2 separate regions of the Anser cygnoides genome follow, and region 1 is linked to region 2. Evidence: chromatin contacts called from public Hi-C data. All regions are on one chromosome and are shown on one strand. Each heading gives the region's core, a stretch centred on a gene start, on an enhancer-like site or on the middle of the called end of the contact. The rest is flanking DNA. Distances are from core to core; before and after follow the strand shown. Region 1 holds the start of DUSP1 (dual specificity phosphatase 1). Region 2 holds the start of RPL26L1 (ribosomal protein L26 like 1).

Evidence for each region. A called contact is a pair of places that touch in the nucleus more often than the background predicts.
Region 1: a Hi-C map of liver shows a contact between it and region 2, with 11 times the contacts expected there. The contact joins the enhancer-like site here to the promoter of RPL26L1 in region 2. A contact is called at or near these places in 4 of 7 Hi-C or Micro-C datasets (fetal liver, granulosa cells and liver).

The regions. Positions count from the first base shown.
Region 1 is chr14:10,619,242-10,625,586 of Taihu_goose_T2T_genome, forward strand. It overlaps DUSP1 (dual specificity phosphatase 1), which reads left to right and starts at 500. Exons shown (of 3, transcript XM_067005574.1): 1 at 500-1,247; 2 at 1,368-1,587; 3 at 2,118-3,157. The coding sequence starts at 603. The coding sequence ends at 2,488. Within about 2 kb of position 4,595, at least 1 of the 3 cell types and tissues checked has open chromatin away from gene starts, as enhancers often do. A contact at or near this core is called in liver, where this site is marked.
Region 2 is chr14:10,529,665-10,536,379 of Taihu_goose_T2T_genome, forward strand. It overlaps RPL26L1 (ribosomal protein L26 like 1), which reads right to left and starts at 1,973. Exons shown (of 4, transcript XM_048080352.2): 1 at 1,824-1,973; 2 at 776-948; 3 at 1-68. The coding sequence starts at 943. It overlaps ERGIC1 (endoplasmic reticulum-golgi intermediate compartment 1), which reads right to left. Exons shown (of 10, transcript XM_048080351.2): 10 at 3,311-6,715. The coding sequence ends at 6,614.

The DNA of each region.
Region 1 (6,345 bases), core at 3,345-5,844, 92 kb after region 2:
GCCACCGCCAAGCTCGTGTACGTGTGTGCGTTTACACGCGTTTACACGCGTGCCTTAGGAGCACGACCATGCCCCCATCCCCCCGCAGCGCAGCTCCGGCAGCTCGCAGCCCCCAGCAACGCCCCGAGTTCCGCGGGGGGCGCCGGGGGGCACAAGGGCCACACAGCGCTGCGTGTGCCCGCAGGCGCGTGCACGCGTAGCTGCGCGTGCACACCCTTGGGGACGCGTCCAGGTGCGCGCTCCCCGCGCGCCTGTGCACGGCTGGACGCGGGAGCCCACGCGCGCCCACCCCGCCGCACCTCCACGCGGTCGCAGCCGCGCGCGCCCGCGCGGGCCAAAGCGCGCGCCCCGGAGGCCCATGACGTCACGCCGGCGGGGCCGGGCGCGCCCCGCCGTGGCGCGCCGCCAAGGTGACGTCAGCGCGGGGCGGCCCCACGTGACCCGGCCCCCATTGAGAAAACGGCGGCGGCGGCGGCGGCGCGCCCCGATATAAGGCGTGCGGGGCCGCGCCGAGCCGAGCCGAGCCGCGCCGATCGGGAGCGCTTCTGGGTTTTTTTTTTCCGTTTGTTTCCTCGCTTCGCTCCTCGGGGCCGATCCCAGCCATGGTGAACCTGCGGGTGTGCGCGCTGGAGTGCGAGGCGCTGCGGGGGCTGCTGCAGGAGCGCGCCGCGCAGTGCCTGGTGCTGGACTGCCGCTCCTTCTTCTCCTTCAACGCGGCGCACATCCGCGGCTCCTGCAACGTGCGCCTCAGCACCATCGTCCGCCGCCGGGCGAAGGGAGCCCTGGCCCTGGAGCACGTCGTCCCCAACGAGGAGCTCCGCGCCCGCCTGCGCCAGGGGCTGGTGCACACCGTGGTGCTGCTGGACGAGCGCAGCGCCGACCTGGAGCTGCCCAAGCGGGACAGCACCCTGCTGCTGGCCCTCGGCACCCTCTGCAGGGAAGCCCGCGGCGCCCGCATCTGCTTTCTCAAGGGTGAGTGGCCGCCCGGGGTCCCCCGGGGACGCGGCCGCCTCCTCCTCCCCCGCCGCCGGCCGCGGGCTCCGCTCGCCCCCGGCCGCGCAGCGCTCACCCCGCGCCCCTCTCCCCTCTGCCCCGCAGGAGGTTACGAAGCTTTCTCGGCCGCCTGCTCCGAGCTGTGCACCAAGCCGGCCGCCCCCACCGGACTCAGCCTCCCCCTGAGCGCCAGCAGCGCCCCCGGCAGCGCCGACTCGGGGTGCAGCTCCTGCGGCACCCCCCTGTACGACCAGGTGAGCGGGGGGGGATGTGTGGGTGCCGGCACCCCGCGGTGCCCGGGGGGTGTTAGGGACGATGGTGGGGAGCTGCCCGAGCGGTGTTGACCGGTTGTCTGTCTGTCCGTCCGCTTCCAGGGTGGCCCCGTGGAAATCCTGCCGTTCCTCTACTTGGGCAGCGCGTACCATGCCTCCCGGAAGGACATGCTGGACGCCTTGGGGATCACGGCGCTGATCAACGTCTCGGCCAACTGCCCCAACCACTTCGAAGGGCACTACCAGTACAAGAGTATCCCGGTGGAGGACAACCACAAGGCGGATATCAGCTCCTGGTTTAATGAGGCGATTGATTTCATAGGTAAATGAGCTTTCTCTATGGTTCTTTTGTCTCGTGTGGTGTACCCTGGGAGTGATTTTTTTTTCCTTTTTTTGGGTGGGAGTGGTATTGTCTTCCTCAGCACAGCCACGTTTGAGATTGGGGAACCTTTGTTGTGAAGGGATAAATGCCCAGGGAATGTGTCCATTAATTTTATTCAGCTGAGAGGAATAATCTTGGCTTTACAAAACTGTTTGAAATCTTGAATCAAGAGGCATTAGTCTTGCAGAAAAGAGCTAGTGAATTTAAGCGGATCAGTATTAAAGTAATCTTGCGAGACTGCTAAAGTGACCTGGAGGACCTATTAGTATAATTGGAATTGGAGCCCAGAATGAAAATAGCTAGAGTGCTGTTTCCCTCAGGACAAAGGCTCTCTTTGTCTCGAAAGCACCAGGCTCACCTATTCGGTTAAGGAAGGGATGGATTAAAGACATGTAAAATGGCAGGCGCTGCTTCCCCACCTCTGGAAGCAGTGGGACTTGTTTGCTAACTGTGTATTTTAATTCTTTCAGACTCTGTTAAAAACGATGGAGGAAGGGTGTTTGTGCACTGCCAGGCTGGCATTTCCCGGTCAGCGACCATCTGCCTTGCTTATCTCATGAGGACCAACAGAGTCAAGCTGGATGAAGCCTTTGAGTTCGTGAAGCAGAGAAGGAGCATCATCTCCCCAAACTTCAGCTTCATGGGGCAGCTGCTCCAGTTTGAGTCGCAGGTCCTTGCCCCCAACTGCTCAGCAGAAGCTGGGAGCCCCGCTATGTCAGTATTGGACAGAGGAGCATCGACCACCACAGTCTTTAACTTTCCAGTCTCCATCCCTGTTCACACCTCGTCCAATGCTTTAAGCTACCTTCAGAGTCCCATCACCACTTCCCCGAGCTGCTGAGAGGCAGGTGAAAATGCGGTCAGAACTCAGACGTACTGTCTCAGAAGTGCAATAACTATGGGGACAGTGTCATCAGTCACTTGTGTCTTGTGGGGAACCATCCGTGCATCCCAGAACACTGTCACGAGCAGAGGAGCTCACCTGATGCCAGAGAACTAGGTGTTACAGACTCTCTTGCTGTCTTCTAAAGCCAATATCTGGATGCCTACGCAAAGAGCAAAGGACGCTGTGTTTTCCTGAGCTGTTCCCCCTTGTCTTCTGTTTGTCCTAAGCCTGCTGCACATTTAGTAGTGTGCTCACCAGTATTCCCATTCCTGGACACTTTAAGCAACACTGATGCTGTCCCCTCTTATGACAATCCTATTTATTTATTTTTACATTAGAGCATTGTTTTGCCTTCATGAACTTACAGTTTCATTTCTAGAGAAACTAAATACCTCAGCATTTTTTGGTACTGTAATCCTGTGTGTATATATCTGTCAGCTCTTCTTGTTTCCCAAGCACTGACATGAAAGCACCACAGGCGCGTGCTTTTTTGAGTTGCCAAGGGTTGTATGTTTGATTTATTTATGATGTGAAATAATATATTTCTTCTTATGAAGACATAGTTTTGTTACGTGACTATAACTTTTTATACAAACAGAATAAATTATAGTATTTCTATTGAAAGCTGGATTATATTATTTAAAGTCTTGTGCATCTTACTGTCCTAAAACTTTACAAGCTCCCAGATACCAAGCAAAAGAAGTCAGTCTGAATTTCTAATGGTGTTTGGCCCCAGGTAGTGCAAATTCCTAGGGTCTTGACTGAACTAGACAGAAAAAGGAATTTAAAAACAACATACTTGACTAGAAACTTCTGCCATTTCTTAACCTGAGCTCTTTGTCCCTGTATAATTATGTGCTGTGGCAAACAGCCAAGGCCAGATTCTCAGCTGTAAGGTGGCTTTGGCTGCAGTATTGGCAACTGAGCTGTAATAGTTCGAACCAACTGAGACTTGGGCAAGGGACTAGAGGGGAGTTAAAATAGTCCTCTCCCAGGAAGGAGGAAGAAGCTTCCTTATTGCTTGTTTACTTTGAATGCTTCAAAGGTTAAGTCTAAAAATTAACCTGTTGCTAGCTGATCTCCAGTGCTGCTGAGTTTGTGCCAAGGTGTTTTCTTTTTCTGTCTTGCCTCCTTAACTCCTTTCTGCAATTCAAAGCGCCTCTGATCCCTGCAGTGAAATATTTGGCTTGCTGTGCTATCTCTGGAGATAAATCAGGGCATAACAACAGGCCAGGTTACCAGCAGTCATATAACTTCTTACACAGACCCAAATAAATTCTCTGGCTGCAGATTCCCACTAGACTGGACTTTTCCCCAGCATTTAAGCTGAGGCAAGGAGAAGTTTTATCTAGCATAACAAAAGGCAGGGAGACAAGCCCTGACTGGTTGGTGCTGCTGGCAGCTCGTGGGCAGGAGCTGCGGGGCGATGGTGGCAGCAAATGGTGCGGGGCTGATGCTGTGGATGGGGTGTGACACCTCTGTGGGGTGTGTAGGGGGGGAGCAGCGCTGCTGGGACATGTCCTTACCGGGGGAAGCTAATGTGGGAGAAATGCAGCTGGAGGCTGGTTTTTTAAGCAAGTTAGTGGTGGCAGCGCCAGCTAACTGGACGTGGGGGGGCACTGGGACAGCAGGTGTTCTGGCTCTGCATCTACTCCAGGAGGAAGCTGCCAGTCCTCGCATCGCTGAAATTCAAGGAGTCACGTGCTGCTTTTGCCCCATCAAAAATGGATTTGCTCAGGCAGATAACAGCAGTTTATGATTCTTTGTGTAATATCAGGGCGTCCTAATAGCTACAATCCAAAGTCAACGTTTAAGCACAAAGCAGCTGCAGTCCTGTCACATAACCGAAGATGTACTGAGCACCACAGCCTCCTGCTGAAACCCTGCAAGTTACCTGGAGCGCTAACGGTGCTAAAACCCAGGCCCCTTGAAGCGAAGGTGCCCTTGAAGGCCGGGATGATGCAGCGCTGCGTCTGAAAGGCTTCCACGTGTGCTGCTCCGCAGACGCAGCTCTGTCGTCAGCGCCGCGCTTCGACCTGACGCCAAGGGATAAAAACAAATGGAGCAGCTAAAAGGGAAAGGAGGAGAGCTCCCCAGGCTCCAAGAACCGAAGTTAAAAAGTCTTTCTGCAGTGTGAAGCACCTCAAAGTGCAATGTCCTCCCCAAAAGTCCTTCTCATCCTGCAGAGCCTGCAAAACCCCTTTCTTTCCTCCATGGAAAGTCCCTGGGCAGGGACTCCATGGGATCGCACCCACCGCTGCATTCCTCGTAAAACTCACAAGGCTCTTTCTGGAAACGTGAGCCTTTTTTTTCACCTGCAGCAAACAGTGGAACAAACTTTCACCTTCAAAGACAAGCAGAGCTTGTTCAATGGAAAAATACAACCTTGGCAGCCCTGGCCATGCAACTGATAAAAAAAATCCTGCCTGTTAATCACAGTTCAAACAGAAATCCGCTCTCCGTCAGCCGGGGGAGGTTGTTTATGTGCTTCTTGGAACAATAAAACTCATTACCTGGCAGCCGATCAGCTTTATAGCCTAAGCAGGCACCTGACAGAGGGGCACAGAGAGCGGCTTCAGCACAAAGCAGGGCTCTGAGAGCCAGCTGGCGGTGGCACCCAGAGGCGCTGCCGGCTCAGAGCGACCTTTGCGGGCTCTGTCGTGACCCTCCTGCTGCCACCCGAGTCCCGCGGTGCCCCCAGCCCACAGATTCCTGCAAATCATCTGTGAACGGGATTGTGTCCTGATCCCAAACTGCTCCCGGGCCAGAGAAGTGAGGGATAAGGGGGAGAGAACAGCCACCAAAAGCAGGAGAGGCGCAAGCAAGAGAGCAAATGGCACGTCAGTGTGCCAACGTGTCAGCGCTGGGGGAGATGGACGGACACGGCCAAGCTGAACTTTGCTCCCTGTGCACGTGCTGGGGGGCATTTTCCCTTCTCCCCCCCCCCCCCCCCATTTATTCCCCCTGGTTGGCCGGACTTTGAACTCCTGCTATCCTGGCTCCCTGCTGTGCTAATAGGGCTCAGCTGCGCTCCTGCCCCCCTTCTGGGGGCCCGAGACCCCCAGAAACGAGGCACACAGCGGGTGTACGGAGGGCTTAGGCTTATATAAACCCGTAATTATACAGTTGCATATGTCCCCATGGAAACCACGAGGAGTTTCCCTTTGCTGAGGACGGCAGTAACATCACTTCCTGCTGCTGACAAACCAATTTGTCACAAAGTGATAAAAACGCATGTTTTGCGTTTCAGGAACTGGCTCCCGGCGTCGTTCCTCCAGGCCAGGAGCCGCTCACCCACCCCGAAGGCAAACAGCAGCCACGGGCAGCAGGGCCGGGGAAGGCATGGATGGCATGGAGCCCTTCGGGTCCCCAAAACGCCTGAACGGGGTGGGGGAGCTGGGTGCAAGACACACAAAGAAGGGTTGCAGCAGCGTGAAGCCCATCGCACGTGGTGTCCCTCCTGTGAGGGGCAGACGCAGGCAACGCAGGACCCCCGTGGGGGCACAGCAGATGAGCAGCACGTAATGCCCCCAGCAAAAGGCAGTACCCGGGGGATGTGGCGTACCCGGTTACCACACGACAGACAGACACACAGCTCCAGATTAGAGCGTCTGGGGTAATCCCCTTGTCTCAAAGCTTTTGCCTTTCTTTTGTAATCAGCGCGGAGAGGCGCTGGGTGCACTACTGCTTAGGGACTGTCCTGCGTTAGTCACCCTGGTATCAGAGCAGCAGGGCCACAAGGCTGTGTTATGTATTTAGGTTGAAAAAGAACATTACATCCTGATCATACACAGGCAAATCTAGTTTGCCCA
Region 2 (6,715 bases), core at 723-3,222:
ACGTACTTCTTCCTGTACACCTGGACCACCTTGCCGATCTGCTGTCCTTTGTAATGCCCCCGGACAACCTGCAGGAGCACACAGAAGGCACACGTTCCCAATACTTCCAAAACACCCCTGTAACAATCACCCGGCCTTAGCAAACACAACTTAATTATCCCATCAGAAAACCAGAACTGCACGGGTTGAGCTCCCAACTCTGCTCATGCCAGAAAGCTACCAGTTACTGGATTTAGCTGATCACTAAAATGGAAAATACAATGGATCAGAACTGTACTTTTCACTCACTTTGCCTGCAGTAAGCCCTGATCAAGTAACTTCAACTCTTTTCAACCGGAAAGGTAACAGTCAACCCCAACTGTTTTTCATCCTAACTTCTCTTCTATCATTACATTTTAAAACAAAAAGGCCACCTAACTCCATTCATTTCTAAACTGATCTTTCCCATATCACTGGTAGCAAACAGTCTACAGAAAGAAAACAAACAATTCTTTGCCTTATTGTTTAAAGTCTTTAATCCAGAGTGATAATCAATGCATGCAACTAAATCACGCATGTGAACAATGCACATACTTCTACTGCCACGTTTATGTTCCTTTTACCTTCCTTCTCACTGGTTGTGTCTCAAGAAATATTCAACAGGACAAACCTATGATTACGTTAACTTGTATTATTTTTACAAGACTCATGGTAAAGCCGTGGCATCGATTTGAATTTGTCGTGGAAAACAAAATATGAATAAACTTCAAGCGTGACAGTACAGCCTGAAAGATACCTGGACTTCATCGTCCTTTCTGATGGGCATCGAGCGGACGTTGTATTTCTGCCGCAACTCCTTGGAGAGCGGGGAGGACATTATTTTTCTTCGGATGTGAGAAGGTGCATTGAAGTGCCGTTTGCGGTTCTTGCTGCGGTCTGAGGTCACAAATGGATTGAACTTCATTTTGGCTGCAGGAAGAAAAACAGTACTTTGAGAAGCTTGTAACTCAAAGGCATTCGTGCTACTGTCTGCCTACGCTAAGTACGCTAAAACTTAAAAGCTCACTTCAGCTGTTTTTATTCCTACTCCCGATTTGTGTAATTTTATAAACTGCATTTCAAAGGTTTCAGCCTCTTCCATGAGTGACAATGACACTGTGGATTGACAGAAGTGCTCTATGTGTGCATGCGACCATTCTTTCTAACCCAAAGCTAAGTGTACTCAGAGTGCAGGACATCTGATCGAGTAGTCTTAATTTTACACCAAGGTAAACGTTTGCTTTATTTATGAAGTGAGCGCACATTTCACACTCGCACAGATAGAATACCTGTAACGCTTAGAGGCTGCCTGCGCAGTGTACTACTAGACTTTGCAGCACGTAACAGATTTGTTAAACAAACTGCGCTTGGCCATTCCTAAGCCTTAATAACCACCCTGAGGTTGTCTATCAGAGCACAGCTCTGCCCTGACCGACAGGCTGCCCCCCGGGTGCTTCTGCTTGCCCGCGGCAAGCCTCCGCCCACTGCTAACCAGAAGATCGCAGCCTTCCACTACGGAAGACCCCTAAATCAGCCAGGTCAGCGCGGAGCCTGCCACCCACCCGCTCGCCGCCGCGCACCGCCCCGTGCCGGTGCCGGGCCCCGCCTGAGCAGGCAGCCCGGGCTGCAGGCCGGGACAGCCCCGGGCTCAGCGGCGGCCAGCGAGCGGCCCCTCCAGGCCCAGCGGCGCCCAACCCCGGCAGCGGGGCCCGGTCCCGGCCCCGGCCCGCCCCCAGCCGCGGCGGATGCCGGCCGATACCGGCGGATGGCGGCGGATGCCCGCGGCCCGCCCGCGGCGCCCTCACCCCGCTGCTGCCGCCGCGCCGCTCGGCCGGAAAGAGGAGAGGGAAGCACTTCCGCTTCCGGCAAGAGGCAGCGGGGTTCGCGCGAGAGCTCGCGAGAGGAGCGGGCGCGAGCAGCGCCCCCTGGCGGCCGGAGGCCAACGGCGGGGGCTGAGACGGGCGGGGGCGCGGCCACGTGGGGCTGGGGGCGTGGCCAGGCGAGAGGGGGCGTGGCCACGCGGGCGGTTCTCCCCCGCCCCTCCCGGGCCCCCTGAGGGCTCCCCTGAGGCGCCGAGGCCCGGCCCCAGCCCCCCCCCCCCCAACCCCGCTGCCTCAGGGGGGCACTCCTTTTTTATTTCCCCCCCCCAACCCGCTTTGTTTTCTAGTAAATTATTCCCAATTGTTCAATTCTGGTAGAAATGAAGCGTCTCCCCTCGGAGCTGGGGAGCTGATTCCCAAAAGGGGGTGCGGGGGGTCCCGTCCCTCAGGCAGGCGGTGTAGGGCAGGAGCAAGGCACGCGCAGCCCCCCAGTTAAAAATAAGTAATTACTTAATGTGGTGCGGATACACAGCGCCCATGTTCAGTCTGTCGTAACCCTTCGCAATTTAATCTTCCATAATTACCTCAGTGTGATTTCTAAATACTTAGTGAAGCAAGACGAGAAGGAAATTAAAAGGTTGGGGGGAGGCAAAAAAGGGGTTATTTTACATACCAACTCACCGCGTGAGTAAAGCCAAAACCAGCAAGTTCCAAGCAAAATCCACGCACCTCATTTAAAAAAACAAAAGGGAAAAAAAAAAAACAAAAAAAAACCAACCTGAGGTTAGGACACTTGGTACCGTTCAAAACCGAGCACTGAACGTCCAGACATGAGTCAGGGCTGATTGCAAAAGAGCCTCGCGTTAACTTTCGGCAGAGTGACCTGGCTTACAGTGATTTCATTGCGCGATAACGCTTAGTTCATTGGAACAATAATTAAAAACAAACGAAAAAACCCTTTCAGATTGATTTTGCAATGGCAGTGCAACAAGAAGCCAATCAAAACACGAGAGATTTATTTTTAATTGTAGAACTAAAAAGTCTAGTATTTTATTAACATGAGGTTGCAAATTAAAAGGGAAATGCGAGAACTCCCTAATAAACTCCACTGTAAAAATGCAAGACTTGTGCTTTAAACATTGCCACACCACGTTACAGGACTGCAAACCCTGCCCCTCTCCCCCTCCTTCCCAGGACTATTGAGAAATACCTCATCGCCACATTTCATCTGGAACTTCAAAGGGCTGTTCTAAAGCAGATACTCGTTGCAGTCATTTTCAGCCCCAAAAGTCTGCGTATCACACAACCAGAAAGCAACTTTAAACGAGAAATAGTCAGAAAATTAGCTATAAACATTACCATCTACACTGCAGATTTCACTTTTACAGAGCAGTAGTTAAATGCAAATACTTGATACATCAAACATTCATAAATGCATCTCAATTTTTTTCTTCTCAATTTCCATTTTCTTAAAAAAAACAAAACCACTTTAGCAGTCCACATAGTTCTTGAACATGCCAAAGCACAGCTTTACAGCTTCCCCTAGAGCTGAAATTCTGACTCCACCATCACAAAGCATCCCGTGCTGCAAGTTCTCATTGTATGATGAAGCGCAGCTTCAAAGAGGTTTATTTAAACCAGAATATACACAAGTTCTAAATGTTTTACTTCCTACAGGGATGTCGTTCTTGGAGAACCACAAATACTTCTGTCAAAATACTGATTTGAAAGAGCAAAGTCAAGAAGATGAATTAACACCTACAATCAACAGTTTTCCTTCCACTATGGCTTGAGATTATTGTTGTTTTCACTGATGTTTAAAAGCATAACTACGCTCATTTTATCTCTAGAAAATGTCTGAGAATAGAAGTGAAATCTAATGACACATGTATGCACGGGGCAGGCCTGCTGCAACAGTAACCACCGCGCTTTCACATTTGGAGAGAAGAGCAAATTCTTCTGTAAACACACGATGCAGCAACATTACCTGATCCAAGCCAGCCATGCCTGAAGGACAAGCATGCCACAACGGCCAGCAGACCCAAAGTCAGCCTTGGCTTGGCAGTGCTCAGAGGCTTAGACCTGGCTTAGAGAACTAAGGTGCAGACTGTTTCTTCAGCAGTTTTGCCAGAACTTTATTATAATTTGGTTTCCACATTTAGGAAAAAAAAAAAAAAGTGATTTATTACATTATTGCAGTGGACATTTTGGCAGAGAAAGCAAGCACACTGAAGTATGCAATCTGTTATTTCCAAAAAAAGTGAAACAATTTCACTGATCTGGTTTAAAGAACTGGCCTGGACTGCGCAGAAGGCAGCGTTTAATTCAGATAGAGGATGGGGGAGAAGGGCAGAAATCACACACTGGGGGCAAGAAACACGCAGGAATCTGCAATCAACTTTTTCTAGTTTGTGTTGAAGAAATTATAATAGGGAAGAAATTTCAGAAAACTGACAGCACAATCCGCTGTGCTACAGGAATCTTCTCTTGCATCACCCAGAAGGATGCCCTGCTAAGATATTAACATTGCATCCCTGTAATCCATCAAGTTCACATGCTATAAGCAAAGATCCAACAAATTTAAGAGAAAAAACTAGGATTTTTTTTTGCTTTAAATTTCAGTTGGTGACTGTGGATCAGAGGAAATCCTTCAGGCAGCACGAGAAGGAATTGCAATGGAAAAACCCCAGGCTGCCACGAGGCAGCCGCCGCCATCTAGTGGGTACCGCTCGTGGACAGATGGACGCGCGCACTGAAATGAAGACAAGCATCTCGTTTTCAAGTTGATTTTTGTAAATGGAAAAAATGTATAAAATCTATCCATACATTAACAGATACAGGAAATTACACAATCCAGTTTACACCTAAAGGAACAGCAATCAGTCCATAATAAGAACAAGGAAAAGTTCCAATGCTGTAACTGGTCAGGAATCACTACAGGGCAGAAAATGGGCCAGGGTAGGGAGGGGGGGGTTGGTGGCCTTTTTATTTTTAGGGGGGTGTGGGCATGTATGTGTGTGTGCAGATAAAACTGGCTACCTTCCCTACTTCCAAAAGAATGAGACAATTTCAACAGACATGTATTAGGAATACTTTTGAAATGTATCTGACTCTAGCATTAACACTGAATATTCAAAGTTTCATATTATTACAACAAAATGTTTGGATACTTTGGCCTCCAGGAAAAGGCAATGGACAGTAGATATTATCCAAGAGAAATCCTGCACCCGTCTTAGAATTTATACCATTGATTGAGTTAAGGATTTTAATTTTTTAGGATTTTTGTCTATCCTGGAACACTTAAAATCTGTGTATCCTCAGCTCAGACACTCACAAAGCATGCAGTGACTGTTACTACCCAAGGAACATTTAGGAGGGTATGGAGAATGCACTGGTGGGCATTGGTCTCATTATCAGTGAACTCACGTCTATCGTTGCATACAAGCCACACCTGGCAGTAGCTTTCCCCTCACACCTCCATTTATTGGAGGTCTCAGAAGACAAGGCTTGAATGAACGGGCATGGAAGTTCAGGTACCGTTTTAAGGAATAGAAGAAAATTGCTAGCAGGGGCCGGGTTGTGGGAATGCCTGCCCTGCTACTGGTGTACCTGTGGGTGAACAGTGTCAGTCTAGGGCTCAGGAAAGATGCCTGATTGAATTTTAAAGAAGCAGGTAGGCACCTTAAACCGTGAAGAGACAGACTTCCTGTGTTTTACAGGTGTATTCAATATACACACACAAAGCAAGACAGTAAGCTGTGCTCATCCACCCAGAAGACTGCATCATTTTTCTGGACACATAGAATGGACAACCCCTTTTCAAAATAACAACAACAGTAATAATAATAATAATAATAATAATATTAAAGCAGAATTGCAGAGTCCAGACTGCTGGGTGGTCTGTGTTTAAAAAAAAAAAAACAAACACAGAAGAAAGAATAAAAGCTAATGCTGTAAGACAACTATTCCCTTTCAAAGCAAAGGCCACATAAAACTGTGTTGCTCAGTTTGGTTTTTACTTCATGCCACCTGTAAACACAAGACTGGATATTCAGTTTCTGGGAAGAAATTAAACCACTTTTACATCCAGAGTAAAAGAACGGCCCTTCCTCTGCCTGGATCACAGATCATCCAGGAAAAAGTAGCTGGGGGAAAGCTTCCTTTTCAAATTTGCTCATTTCATTAGAAAGGTCATATCTGAGCGAAAGAGCTTTCCATAAAAGCCCAAGGCATTTCTTGATGTTATTTCTGCCCTCTGTCTCTAAAGCTTGCTATGGGAACTAACACTTTCCATTCCTCACCAACAGATACATCACCTTTTTGGCACCACGGGTGGAATTTCTTCCTAATGTATAACTTTGTGTTATATAAAAGTCGATTGTCTAATCATGCAAATCCAACAAATTCCAAAAAGTGCCAAAAGACAGCTTAACTCTTTGTAATCTACTACTTAGTTTGTACACTGCCATCGGAACCTCCCACAGAAGATCCTGTTCTCCTTACTTAGATCTGACAGTATATTTCATATATAGCATTTCAACCCGTTTCTGGGGGGAGAGAATCAAAATCTAAGCCCTGATTCCATTGATTTTTATTTTTTTTTCTCTCAGAGCTCTGAAATGCATGGAAATTTCCTTGATTTGTTGAAGAGGTCTTCACTGAACAGCCTTATTAGAGAAAAACTTACTGATTCAATCAAATAAAAAATAAAGACAAAAACAGGTAGTGGTAGGTTTCTCAATCTTTGCTCCTGTCCTTGGAGACGAGTTTCACCGCTACTGCATCTTCCCCAGCTGGATCTTCTTCCAGGCTTCCGATGCTGTGAAAATGCAGGAGTCAAGGATCCCAGCTACAGTAAACGTTCCCCCAATGATGGC